3 separate regions of the Mus musculus genome follow, and regions 2 and 3 are each linked to region 1. Evidence: chromatin contacts called from public HiChIP or PLAC-seq data. All regions are on one chromosome and are shown on one strand. Each heading gives the region's core, a stretch centred on a gene start, on an enhancer-like site or on the middle of the called end of the contact. The rest is flanking DNA. Distances are from core to core; before and after follow the strand shown.

Region 1 (4,065 bases), core at 1,107-3,606:
CTATATGCTCATTCCTATGCCACATACACCAGGGTCATGAACATACGTGTACACCAGTAAATTTGAAAGCCAGAAGAAAGTCAGTTCAACAGACTGAAGGTTTAGTCTACTCTCTTAACCTTTGTCTGCCTGCATCATAATGAAGAGTCAGCCCGTATAGCAGGCTCAAGGTAGCAGGAGGTCATATGGGACTGAGGGAGCACATGGGAAGTGTCAGCTCCTGTGGGAAGGCTCTCCTGAGAGGAGGGAGGAGGAGGGCTGATGTGGATGGTTCCTGGGGGATGTCGCAGTTAGCACTGACATCACAACATCCAGGACAGAGCACAGGGAGAACTCAGAAGGTCAATGCACTGAAGAACCAACAAAGGGGAAAGAAAGGTGTAAGGGTCAAGCTAAGCATGCTGATGAGCAGCTGAACAACATAGAGGCGGAGCCTGGGCCATGGGCAGACATGGAGGCGGAGCCTGGGCCATGGGCAGACATGGAGGCGGAGCCTGGGCCTCGGGTAGACATGGAGGCGGAGCCTGGGGAGGCTGAGGAGATTTAGCAAGATGACTACTATGAATGAAGAGAAGCTGTGTCCAGCTACAAACAAAACCTCCTGGAAGGTTTCTGTGTTTGCAGAGATTGATGGACAAACTGGAATTTCAGTACTGTGGAAAAACTGAAATTTTGCAGGTTCAGAGGCTTCATCTTGGGTTAACTTCAGCCTTCTGAAACAGACATTCCTTCCCAACTTTGTATCTAAACAAAAACCTCTTAGAAGCTACTAACTTAATTCCACCAGTCAAAGAGCTAACTGTGTTATCAGACAGCATCTTACATCTGTACAAAAGTTCCCTTCACTTCCATGAACCTGCCTCTCTGCCACACCCAGCAATGTATTTTAAACTTGCCTTGATGCATGACTCTTTTTGTTCTGTAAAACTATAAAAACCTTGTGAGACTACTTCCATATTGGAACATGAACTTTTGAGTAACCTAAATGTGTCTTTCAGGGCCACAGTCACTCAAAATGGCACCAGAATAAGCTATCTCTTACTCTGTTTAAGGCACAGTGGCACATGACTTTTATTTCCAGCACTAGGGAAGCAGAGGCAGATAGAGCTCTGAGTTCAAAGCCAGCATGCTCTACAGAGAAGGTTCAAGGACAACCAGAGCTACACAGAAACACCTTGCCCTGAAAAGACAAAAACAAACAAACAAAAAAAACAAAAACAGAAACAAAAAAAGAAAGAAAAGAAAAGAAAAAAAGAAAAAAAAATGAAAAAGAAAGGATGAGAGCCATGGATCTTACATTTCCAGTCAGTCCCTGCCAAGTGCATTCACCCATCTGTCTGAGCGGCTGAACTGATGGGTCAAGGCTAGTGTCCAACGGTCTCTGCTACACACCTGGCACGACAGCCTACCCACAGGATGCACGCAGGATTCATCACAGTTTACAAGAGACTGGGAAGAGAGCAGATTGTCCTTTCTCTGTTGCTGCCTCACAAACTTCCACTAGGAAAAGGTATGCTGAAGAAGAGTCATCAAAGCGGACTTTAAGCTTGGGTGGGCTGCCTTGGCAAGGGTGGCGTTTCCTTCCCCTTGGAGAATTTTAAGCCACAACCAGATAAGCACTCATAGGGGAGCCGACCCAGTGAACACCAGTTTAACTGGGGACAGAGTCTTCCTACAGCCTTGTTTTATTTTTATTTTTTAATAAGTCTTGAATAATAGAGCAGGCTGAATGGTGTGTGTTCTGCTGAATGAAGATGATGAGCAAGTACGCGCATGCGCATGCGCACACACGCCCTGTCCGTCACCACTGGGTAGAAGAAGTCCCTCCTTACCAGGAAGGGCAAGAACCTTGAGCTAGAATCATCAATCAATAGGATAGATGATCTTACCAGAACTGTCTAGAGCAGAAAGGCTCCCTGTGATCCAACACGGGAGTTAACTGTCTTTGGGGCCAGAAGGCTTCCACCCAAACATCTCACTATGGATAATAAGGAACTGCCTTTCAACAACAACAACAACAACAAAGATCCAGGGAGCCTCAAACAGCAGCCTTGCTGCAATGGATGGAGGAGGGACAGAGAGGAAGCCTTCCAGCTCCCAGAACAAAGGAAGTACTGACCCACCCATAAAGAAATGAGCCTGCCTAACTCCCTACTAGGAGGCATCTGTAATTCCGAATCCCCTGAGAAGAGAGGCAGCTGCAGAGGATTTAGATGGATGCTAATGTTCTTTCTTCTGCTTTTTTTAGACCCAGAAATCAAGAGGTTTCCATTTCCTGTGCTGAGTGTCTGGTACCATAACGGGCCTACTGGCCTTCTTCCTGGTGAATCACCTTCCTCTGGGCTCCCTGACCACACACACCTTCCTGCTTTGGCTTCCAGCAGCCAGCCTGGCTGGGCACACCCATGAGTTAAGTGCTGTATGACCTGCAAGGATACTCAGACCACCTTCTCATCAACTGACTCAGAATCGCTGGGGAAAAAGAAACCCTTTCCACTTCAGACTTTTTCTTGAAAAGAAATTAAAATAGAACACACCAATTCCAAACTGGCAGTCAGTGCTGGAAAGGAAGCCCCAAGGGGAGGGCTGCACCAGGGCAAGCCAGCTCTCTGGGGACTGCTCTGGCTGCCCCTGCTCTTGCTGAGGTCCCCATTCAATCTCCTGGGAGCGTAAGAAAGAGACTGGTTCCTCTCAGGCCTTTCCAGCTTGCAGAATTCTCTCAGGTTACAAGCCCAGTTGCCTTGGGTTCCTTCCCTATGGCACAGTCTCTTTTGCACTGGACATTGTTTGCCTTTCCAGAGCAACTCTTTTGACAGTCACATGTGGTACTGAATTCAGAGTTGTCAGGTAAAATTAGGAGTCCCCATTCCTAACATCTTAAATCGCTAAGTCTCCGAATTCAGTTCATCTGCAAACATATCATTCCCTGTTAGAATGCAGATTTCTGTGTTCAATTCATGGAACCCATGAAGAAGAGAACTGTTGCCCCCAAAGCTCCTCTGAGTGCCACAGGCATGCTGTGTCCTGCGGACCGTGGCACGTGCACCTGCACCTACCCCCACCAGGTAGAAACACAAACACATATATATTATTTAATTTGGGAGAGAAAACAAAACTTTAAGGATCACAGTCATCTTGTTTCCTGAAATTTCCCAGCCTGGTTCCTTTGAGACCTGAGTAATTTGCCTCCTTTCCTGTGTCTGAGAATCTTCTAGTGTATTCTCATGTCAGACCCACCCAACCCCATGTCCCTGTGTTTCCTGTGTCTGAGAATCTTCGAGTGTATTCTCATGTCAGACCCACCCAACCCCATGTCCCTGTGTTTCCTGTGTCTGAGAATCTCCTAGTGTATTCTCATGTCAGACCCACCCAACCCCATGTCCCTGTGTTTCCTGTGTCTGAGAATCTCCTAGTGTATTCTCATGTCAGACCCACCCAACCCCATGTCCCTGTGTTTCCTGTGTCTGAGAATCTCCTAGTGTATTCTCATGTCAGACCCACCCAACCCCATGTCCCTGTGTTTCCTGTGTCTGAGAATCTTCTAGTGTATTCTCATGTCAGACCCACCCAACCCCATGTCCCTGTGTTTCCTGTGTCTGAGAATCTCCTAGTGTATTCTCATGTCAGACCCACCCAACCCCATGTCCCTGTGCATGTGATTAAAAGTAGTTGAGTCCACAGTTCTTGCATCAGTGAGGCTAAATATCAGGGACCCTGTTATTAGAAAATCCAGTAAGCCTGGAATGGATAAAGGGCAGGGGCCTTGTAGACAATGCAAACTTGCAGATGCCAGGATAAAACTGGGAAAGCAAGCGCAGCGGCAGCTTGTCTTGGTCCTTGCAGCTGGGAGATGAGAAGAGCACTTCAGAAGAGAGCAGCAAAGGGCCTGGCCAACAAGGTGCATAGGCACAGGACTCCACCTGAGGGACCAATGTCAGCGCCATCTGAAAACTCAGAACATGTTTATGGACAGCATCTCCATATCAGATTATCACTATAATGGAGCGCCAAAGCCAACGAGACCTTGCCTGACACATATTGTCTTAGTCAGGGTTTCTATTCCTG
Region 2 (3,630 bases), core at 621-3,120, 260 kb before region 1:
CACCTGTCCTCCAGTCCGGAAGGTGGCCGGCTGTCCCCGGCCCACACAGGGTGCTGCCTCAGCCCCTCTGTGCTTCTGCCTGTTCCAGAGGCTGTCAGGTTCTCTGGCGCACCCTCTCACCTGTTCAGACTAATTTCCTAAGTTCGGCGGGTCCCGGACCAAGATGGCGACCGGCTTCTCATTCTTAAGCTGGTCCAAGAACCAGGGCTTTAGACTTCCCCATGCCTCTCAATTCCATATGAGTTTATTTGCCACCTGATGGAGAAGTCTGCCCTCTGTCCTAACTCCCATGGCTATGAACTTGGCTCATCCCTCCTGTGTTCTCCCTGTACTCTGCCAAGGATCTGTGCTCCCAGTGTTCATTGGCTTCCTTGACCTTCTTAGCCTTTAGTCTTCTAATAGAGACAGAAAATTCTCCTTCATCCACACTGAAATGTCTTCAGAATAAGCATGGGATCACAGATGGGTTCACCAGGTAGTATATGACCTGACCATTGTCAACCTCAGTCCTGTCTCCTCTGCCCTGCTTCCCAGATGGTGTTCTCTACCCCATTCTTCAGCAAACATCAACCTTGTTCTCTCCATGTCTTTGCCAGGATGTTTATTTTGACAGAGCCTTACTTCCTAGCCCATTTCTTCATATTCACACCCACCTCCTGGCAGATACCCTCTTTTTAGTCTTCAATGTCAGCTTGACCTTCTCTGATCGATTCCCTTGCCTCAAATTATCTCAGGGCCCCACCTTAAACATTGAGATAACCATGTACTTCTTTTTGTGTTGAAAATCTTACTGTCCTTGATAATTATTTTTACATGGTGACTCATTGTCTATGTTCTTAATAGAGAAGCAGAGCTGCATGTGAACAGTCCGCAGGGACTGGAGTGTTTGTATGCACGAATTGTAAACGCTGCTCTGTAGACAGTTAGCTGACACCTCTGCAGTATCTAATCATTTGCATGTGGAAAGCTGCTACCAGGAATATAAACACATTGTGGTAGAGACCCATGGTGGGGGATCTCTAGTACAAAATGCTCCCTGATGAACGCACAAAAAGCCGGTATCAATTGCAAAGCCTTCTTAAAGGCTGGGGTCCAGGGAGGTGTGTACTCCACTAGTGAGCCTTTGGGAACAGATCTGAAGGGCTGCAAGGGAGAAAGTATAAAGTGATACACCATTTCTCTTTATCATCTATGCTTTCCTGTCTCTTTCCTGGAAGTGCTGTAATAGTGCCTACCATTCCTAGCTACTCAAAGCTGTGTGACAAATCATAAAAAACTTAGCATCCAAAAATACATGTTTGTGATCTCACAGTTGAGCAGGCCCTCAGCTTTGCACTGGCATCAAAGCCTCATGGGAGCACCCTTGTATCAGAAGCCTGTATAGGAAGGGCTCTGCTCCCAGGCTCTCCCAGGCAGGTGACATTGTGAGTCCTGTTTTCTTGCAGAGATATGTCTCATGGTGGTGGTTTACCTCGTCACATTAAGCAACCTAGAGAGGAGTCTCTGAACAAGTGGAGTGCTATACTTTCCGTGGATCTCAGACACACAAAGATCCACATCAACTCACCTCTGCCCGGGGGGTGGGGGGTGGGGTGGGGGGGGGAGGGGTTAAAGCATTACAGAGACAGCTGTAGAATGATTCGGGGTGAGCAATGAGGAGTGAAAAGACCATGAACCACTTTAACCTCTGCCTACCCAACCTCCGAGACAGGGACATTCAAAAGAGGACCATATCCTGACAAATACCTTTCTGGGAAATTTCATAAACCAAATCGAAAACCAAGCCATTTGGTGACAGGGACCCACACACAGCTGTCTGCATTTGTTAGTCCTGTGTTTTGAGGAAGCTGATGACTGTGAGGGGATGAAGAACTTAAGATCAAAGAGGAAAAGGAACCAGAGTCAACCAAGCAAAGAGGGCCCCTGCTGTCAGGAACAAGGAAGAAGTGATGTGTGTGTCTTGTCTGTTTGTCTGTCTGTCTCTTCTCTGTGTGTCTATGTGTATCTGTCTATCTGCATGTCTGCCTCTCTCCCTCTCTCTCTCTCTCTCTGCTGGGGGGTGTATTCAGTGTGGGTGTGTGTCTAACATCAGCTCTGCAAGGCTCAGTCCATCCTCAACATTCGGGTGCTGCCTGGGTATGTATGCCCTTATTTCTTGGCTCCAGTGCTTCTCCAATTACAAAAGAAGCTTATCTTAAGCCTCAGTCTGGTTTATGTCCCATTACTATTGCTATCCCTCAGGGTGTCTCAGGTACTATGCTCAGGTACTCCAGTACCAATTCCACCTTGTTTGAAGTAGGTCATAAGGCTGGGTCAGCAGGCCCCTAAGACCTGCATCTTTAATTCCATGAGACAGAGGGTTCATTAGATACCTTTCCTCCCAGAGCAGCAAGAGGGCTAGACTCTGTCCCCACTAACCACATTAGATACCTTTCCTCCCGGAGCAGCAAGAGGGCTAGACTCTGTCCCCACTAACCATCGGCTGTGGCCTCAAGACAAGGAACCGTGAGTTAAAGGTGACACACAGGTCATGCAGAGACGACTCCCTAGTATTCTGCTCCAGTCCCAGGAAGCTCTAAGTTGGTTTTCATAGAGCCCTCCTGGTCCTCAATTCAGGAAACCTGCAAACCTTCAAACTTGATGTGAATGAACACCAAAGTCGAGATAGAGTCTACAAAAGAGCTTCTTTCTACAGCCTTCACTTCTGGTAATGTAATACATTTTAGAATCTCATCTTAACACCAAGCCATTTCCAGGGACTCCCTTACTTCTCATCTTTGCCCAACATTGGCCTCACTCCAGTTCTTATTGGGATGCTGAACACAGATGTTAGTGGTCATGTCTCAATGTCTAGTGCTACACTGCTTAAGGAACCTTCTAGGACAGGGTTCCCTCTCCAATAAATCCACATCTCCCCTCCAAACCCAATCAGAGCACATGAAGAAAAGTCAGTTGTTAATCAAGTTCTCTACACCCCCATGAGTTGTGTAAAATTAGAGAAGACATTGAAACTATAACCCTCAGTTTGTCCATTCTTTAACAAGACTTTCAAGTCCACTCTCCTTAACAGGGAGTGCTAAGGCAATTAGGAGAGCAAACAAAAGGAAGGATGCTTTTTAACCTTTCTTAAGAGAACAAGATGCTTTCAAGTTCTTTAGAAGTGCCTATTTTTATACAGATGAGGTCATCCAAATATCCCTGGAGCCAGCTGCCACCAGTCAGGGCTTTGGATGCCTGCTCTGCAATCCCTGCTGACCCACCACACTCCTTCACTTGGAAAGTCCCGACTCTGGCAAAGAGCTGCCCTTGAAGTAGGTACTTCAAAGGGGCCACAGGCTACTGGAAAGCGTTCAGATCTCTTATCTGAGGAGCAGGTAAATGAATCTGATGACATTAGAGGATCTTGACATAATTGTAGGAGCCCTGTCCCTCAGCACTGTCCTTGCTGCTGGGACTAAGCTCTGAAGGACAGCACTTCAGGTTCTACCTGGTGTGGTGATGTGGTGGGGAGCAGGAACATCGGGACGGGGCCAGTGGGTCTGGGCTTTAGTGTCCCACCTCTGTGTTCCTTCCGACCTTCAGTCTCTGCCTAGATCTGCTTTTGCATTTGACAATCACACTTTAAAGGGA
Region 3 (3,770 bases), core at 968-3,467, 420 kb after region 1:
AATTTAATTAGAGGACTGTTTATAATTACCCCCAAACATCTAGAGCCAGCTTATAACATAATGTGCACTTTCATATACACTACTTCATGTGGCACTCCTATAAATGAGAAAAATATTAAGCTACCATTTTTAAAGACAAGAAATTAAAGGGTCAAAAATGTTGGAATGTGCCAAAAGGTAAAGATAAGATGTTTAGGAGTAGGTCTTTGGGCTCCAAACCAAATGCTTTTCCAACTATGTAATGGTTTCTTTTTTTTACCCGATTTTTTTCAGCAGCCCAAAGAAGCAATTTGCTTGGATCTTTTTCCATCTTTTTTTCTTGCAATTGGTACCACTCTTCGTTTTTTTCCTCTTGCTCTTCATCTTCATCAGAATTGCCTACCCAGAGACTCTGAGTACCAGTGGGAATCAGGTGTCCATGAGTTTTCAACAATTCAAGCTGGTTAAACTGTTCAGAAAAGTCCACAGAGTTTTCCAGGTCTGGTTTTTCATCATCCTTTTTTTCTTTTTCCATTTTTACTACTCTTTTAAATAAAAAGCATTTCAAGTACTAGGGCGCAATCTTTAAGGAGATGAATTATGTCTGCATTGTTTGATTCTTTCTAACCTGAAAACACAAACACAACAGTTGTTAGCACAGCAGTAACTAGATATTATTAACAGCACGGATACAACCTTACAAACAAGCCAGATAAATTCTATGTCATAAGGCTTTGGTGTTTTCTCATATCCATTAAGTTTACTAAATATAAGATTTCAGAGATTTCTGCTATCTATGATCATTTATAGTCTTTACCTTTTAGAAATGCTTTCTTCTACTAAGTAAATGGCTACAACTATCTTAATTTTAATCTATTAATTTAGGTATGTTAAAACTGATGGAGTCCTGACAGTGAGTACACAGGAGGACCATAGTTCACCCAGTCCTAAAAGATTAGTCTTCTGATAAACTGCCATATTAATTTATACACTGACATCAACTTCAAGAGTTACCTAGCACATAAGCCTTAAAGAAAATGAGAAGTTACTTTGAAAACCATCAATCTTTTAACCATATTTGTTGAATTTGGCAGTTTTTTGTTGCTATTGTTAGTGTTACCACTTCTTTCTGTTGACCCAATTAGAATCTAATGTTTATTATTTCAGGTGCTATGTCTTATATTGTTTTGCTATTAAGCTTTTAAGGATAGGCCATCTTTAACACAGATTATTATGCCATTTGTATGTAACCTGCATTAAGAACTATTTGTATCATTAAACTTAAGACCTATCATTTAATCTTGCTCTGAATGGCCTCTAAGAGGAACTTAGTTATACACACTCCTCATAGATTTGTTCTACTTAATTTCAAGTTTAATATTCCATTGTCCAATTAAGCTTCATCACTAGTGACAAGAGTATCAGAATCATGACCAATGACTTCTTAGGGCCTATAAACTCCATTAAGGGATTTGTTAAGGTTTTGGCAGCATTGTGTTTTTCTTTTTTCTTTTTTAAAAGAACTATCAGAACTATTTTCTTAACATTTTCAATATTTCCTTTCACTTCAAACTCATTTTTTAAAAAGCTACTATACACCAATTCATTAAGCGCTTAACAGATGTCACTAACCAAAATATGGCACAGATCGCAGCCCCCCTTCCCACACCTGAAAACTCCTTCATATTAATTCTTAACTTATTGTCTTGGTATGCTTAATTAAAAAATCAAACCCAAATGTATCTCGACTCTGGGTATAAAGCTCGATGCATACTATTATGGAGGAATAGGATGCATTTCCTAATTTAAAGGGAACCCTCCATTTTGAGAGAGATAGCAACTGTTCCAGTTCTCATCTCATTGGGTGGAGCCCCCCATTTCAGAGGCCTGCGCTCGGGTACTGACAGATCACTGTCGCTGCGGTACACGGGCCCTTCTGAGGTCCTGAGGGGGTCTGCTCTAACTCAAGGCTCCAAATCATTTCTACTGCACTTTCTTCAAGGTTCTCTGAAAACACAAAACCGAGGCTTCTGGGGCGATCGTCAGGGGAAGCAGGGAAGAAAGGTCTTTGGTCTAGCAGGCGAGGCCTTCCGAATCGCAAAGCGAAGACTCTGCCACGATGCTACCTGCGAGGTGGCCGGCCGCCCACAGCCGCCCGCCCCACCGCTCCGGACACGCGCCTCACCTTTCACAGAGAGAACCTCACCGAGAACTTCCTTTCCGGGTTCGCCCCTTCGCTGCTCAGGATTGGCTCCTGTGAGGTGACGGAGCCATTCTGTAGCCAATGAGAATCTAGACATTCTGTGATGTCACGTCATCAATGGATCTCGCGAGAAGTACGGATGCCGCTCTCCCGCGCCTAATTCAGGTTTCTGGGAGCGGTTTTCTTGTGGTTCTGGAGACTCCCGCCCCCTTTTCCTGAGGTAGAGATGGCTTGTGGCCTCCCTGGTCGACTCTGACAAGTCCATGTTGGGTAACTTAGGCTTTGCTACGGTCTTGTAGCGTGCGGGTCCGGGGCGAACGGAAGCCCCGAGTGCGTGGGGCCGTTAGGGAAGACGGGCCGGGTGGGCATGGAGGGATGCGGGCTCTGCGTTCCGCCTCGGAGTCCGCCTCGGAGTCCCGCGGGTGGGAGGTCTCCTGTAGTGGCAGCGCCGCCTTCGCCGAGCTGGGGATGCGAGGTGTTCCACTTAGACCATGTGTTGGTTATTTATTCTGTCTTTAAATGTGGGCTGCCCCATAAAACCCATGTTAGTGTTAAGAGTATGGGGTGGCCTCTGATTCAAAGTCCTGCGCGGAGCAGCTTAAATTATGCACGTAGAAAGTTACGTTTCATTTTTCCTGTCCAGGGGTTTACTACACACCAATCTCATGAAGAAGATAGTAGAGAAATAGTAGTGATAGTGCAATTAGGACTTCACTTCAGGATGTGGCTTTCTGTTCTTAGGTCATGAAACAATTATAGTAAGTGTTGAAGACGTACATAGGACTTTCTCAAAATCACTAGCGCTTGTTCAAAAAGTCTACCCTGCAACTGAGCTCATGTTAGTGAAATATGTGCAACCTTTATAATATGTGCATTTTGGTATTTATTTTTAGAGTTTGGATTCGAGTGGTTTTTCTGACATACCTGAACACTTGGAGAGGAACCTGGTACAGAGGAACTCTACTATAAAAATGAGCCCCACAGATCCACTGTAAGCCTGACATATTAATTGTGATGACCTTACGAGAAAAGTGATATTTTAATATAAACAGCAACAGAATTTAATAATGGATAGAGTATCCCCCAAAACGTCTGTCATGCATAATTAAAAGCACATACTTATGCTTATTAGCAATAAATAAATAAATAATGAGGTGGAGCAATAGATGAATGTGTTGCAGTAATTACATGGCCATGCAGGGAGGCTCATGCTCTCTGGCTTTGTCTTAGTCTCGAGTCTATAAATAGTCCTTTAGAGTAAGTTACCCTAGTTGAAGTGAATTTGAACAAAATGGAAAGAAATAAAAGGACTATAGAAGTCAGGTGGCAGAAGAAAATCCTTGAACACGAGTGGTGTCTTCCACTCTGGTTTCAAGTTCTTGGTCAAAATTAGCTGTTTAATGTTAGGAAGATCAGCAGTTCTCTGGCTTGCCTGGTTTTATTTTCATTTGCATAACTAGACTAATAATACTCCTTTCCAGTTAATTTTGAGGTCTGAATGAGAGTGGAAGGGTACAGCTGTGGGAGCTGAGAAGTTTGTGGGTTACCCAGGGCTTCGTGCATACAATTGTGGATGTTTCTGATCTGT

Evidence for each region. HiChIP or PLAC-seq counts read pairs in DNA pulled down with a chosen protein or histone mark.
Region 2: an H3K27ac HiChIP or PLAC-seq map of large pre-B cells shows a contact between it and region 1, with 2.3 times the contacts expected there. The contact joins two enhancer-like sites. A contact is called at or near these places in 2 of 115 datasets of contacts at active chromatin or transcription factors (effector CD8 T cells and large pre-B cells) and 1 of 9 other capture datasets (embryonic stem cells).
Region 3: an H3K4me3 HiChIP or PLAC-seq map of bone marrow-derived macrophages shows a contact between it and region 1, with 3 times the contacts expected there. The contact joins the promoter of Ankrd49 here to the enhancer-like site in region 1. A contact is called at or near these places in 12 of 39 promoter capture datasets (the 3T3-L1 cell line, 3T3-L1-derived adipocytes, the C10 cell line and 9 more), 1 of 484 Hi-C or Micro-C datasets (the G1E-ER4 cell line), 1 of 115 datasets of contacts at active chromatin or transcription factors (bone marrow-derived macrophages) and 3 of 9 other capture datasets (adipose tissue, embryonic stem cells and pancreatic islet).

Annotation. Positions count from the first base shown.
Region 1 is chr9:14,363,320-14,367,384 of GRCm38.p6, forward strand. All of the region lies in intron 1 of Endod1 (endonuclease domain containing 1), which reads right to left. Among named protein-coding and RNA genes, the nearest start is that of Gm34156, 4.2 kb to the right of the region's middle. Within about 2 kb of position 2,357, at least 121 of the 459 cell types and tissues checked have an H3K27ac peak or open chromatin away from gene starts, as enhancers often do. A contact at or near this core is called in adipose tissue, bone marrow-derived macrophages, hematopoietic stem and progenitor cells and 1 more, where this site is marked.
Region 2 is chr9:14,101,826-14,105,455 of GRCm38.p6, forward strand. 1700019J19Rik (RIKEN cDNA 1700019J19 gene) reads left to right here. Exons shown (of 4, transcript NR_166640.1): 3 at 3,179-3,374. Among named protein-coding and RNA genes, the nearest start is that of 1700019J19Rik, 14 kb to the left of the region's middle. Within about 2 kb of position 1,871, at least 27 of the 459 cell types and tissues checked have an H3K27ac peak or open chromatin away from gene starts, as enhancers often do.
Region 3 is chr9:14,782,356-14,786,125 of GRCm38.p6, forward strand. It overlaps Ankrd49 (ankyrin repeat domain 49), which reads right to left and starts at 2,218. Exons shown (of 3, transcript NM_019683.4): 1 at 2,165-2,218; 2 at 260-607. The coding sequence starts at 514. It overlaps Mre11a (MRE11A homolog A, double strand break repair nuclease), which reads left to right and starts at 2,299. Exons shown (of 20, transcript NM_018736.3): 1 at 2,299-2,402; 2 at 3,076-3,173. The coding sequence starts at 3,154.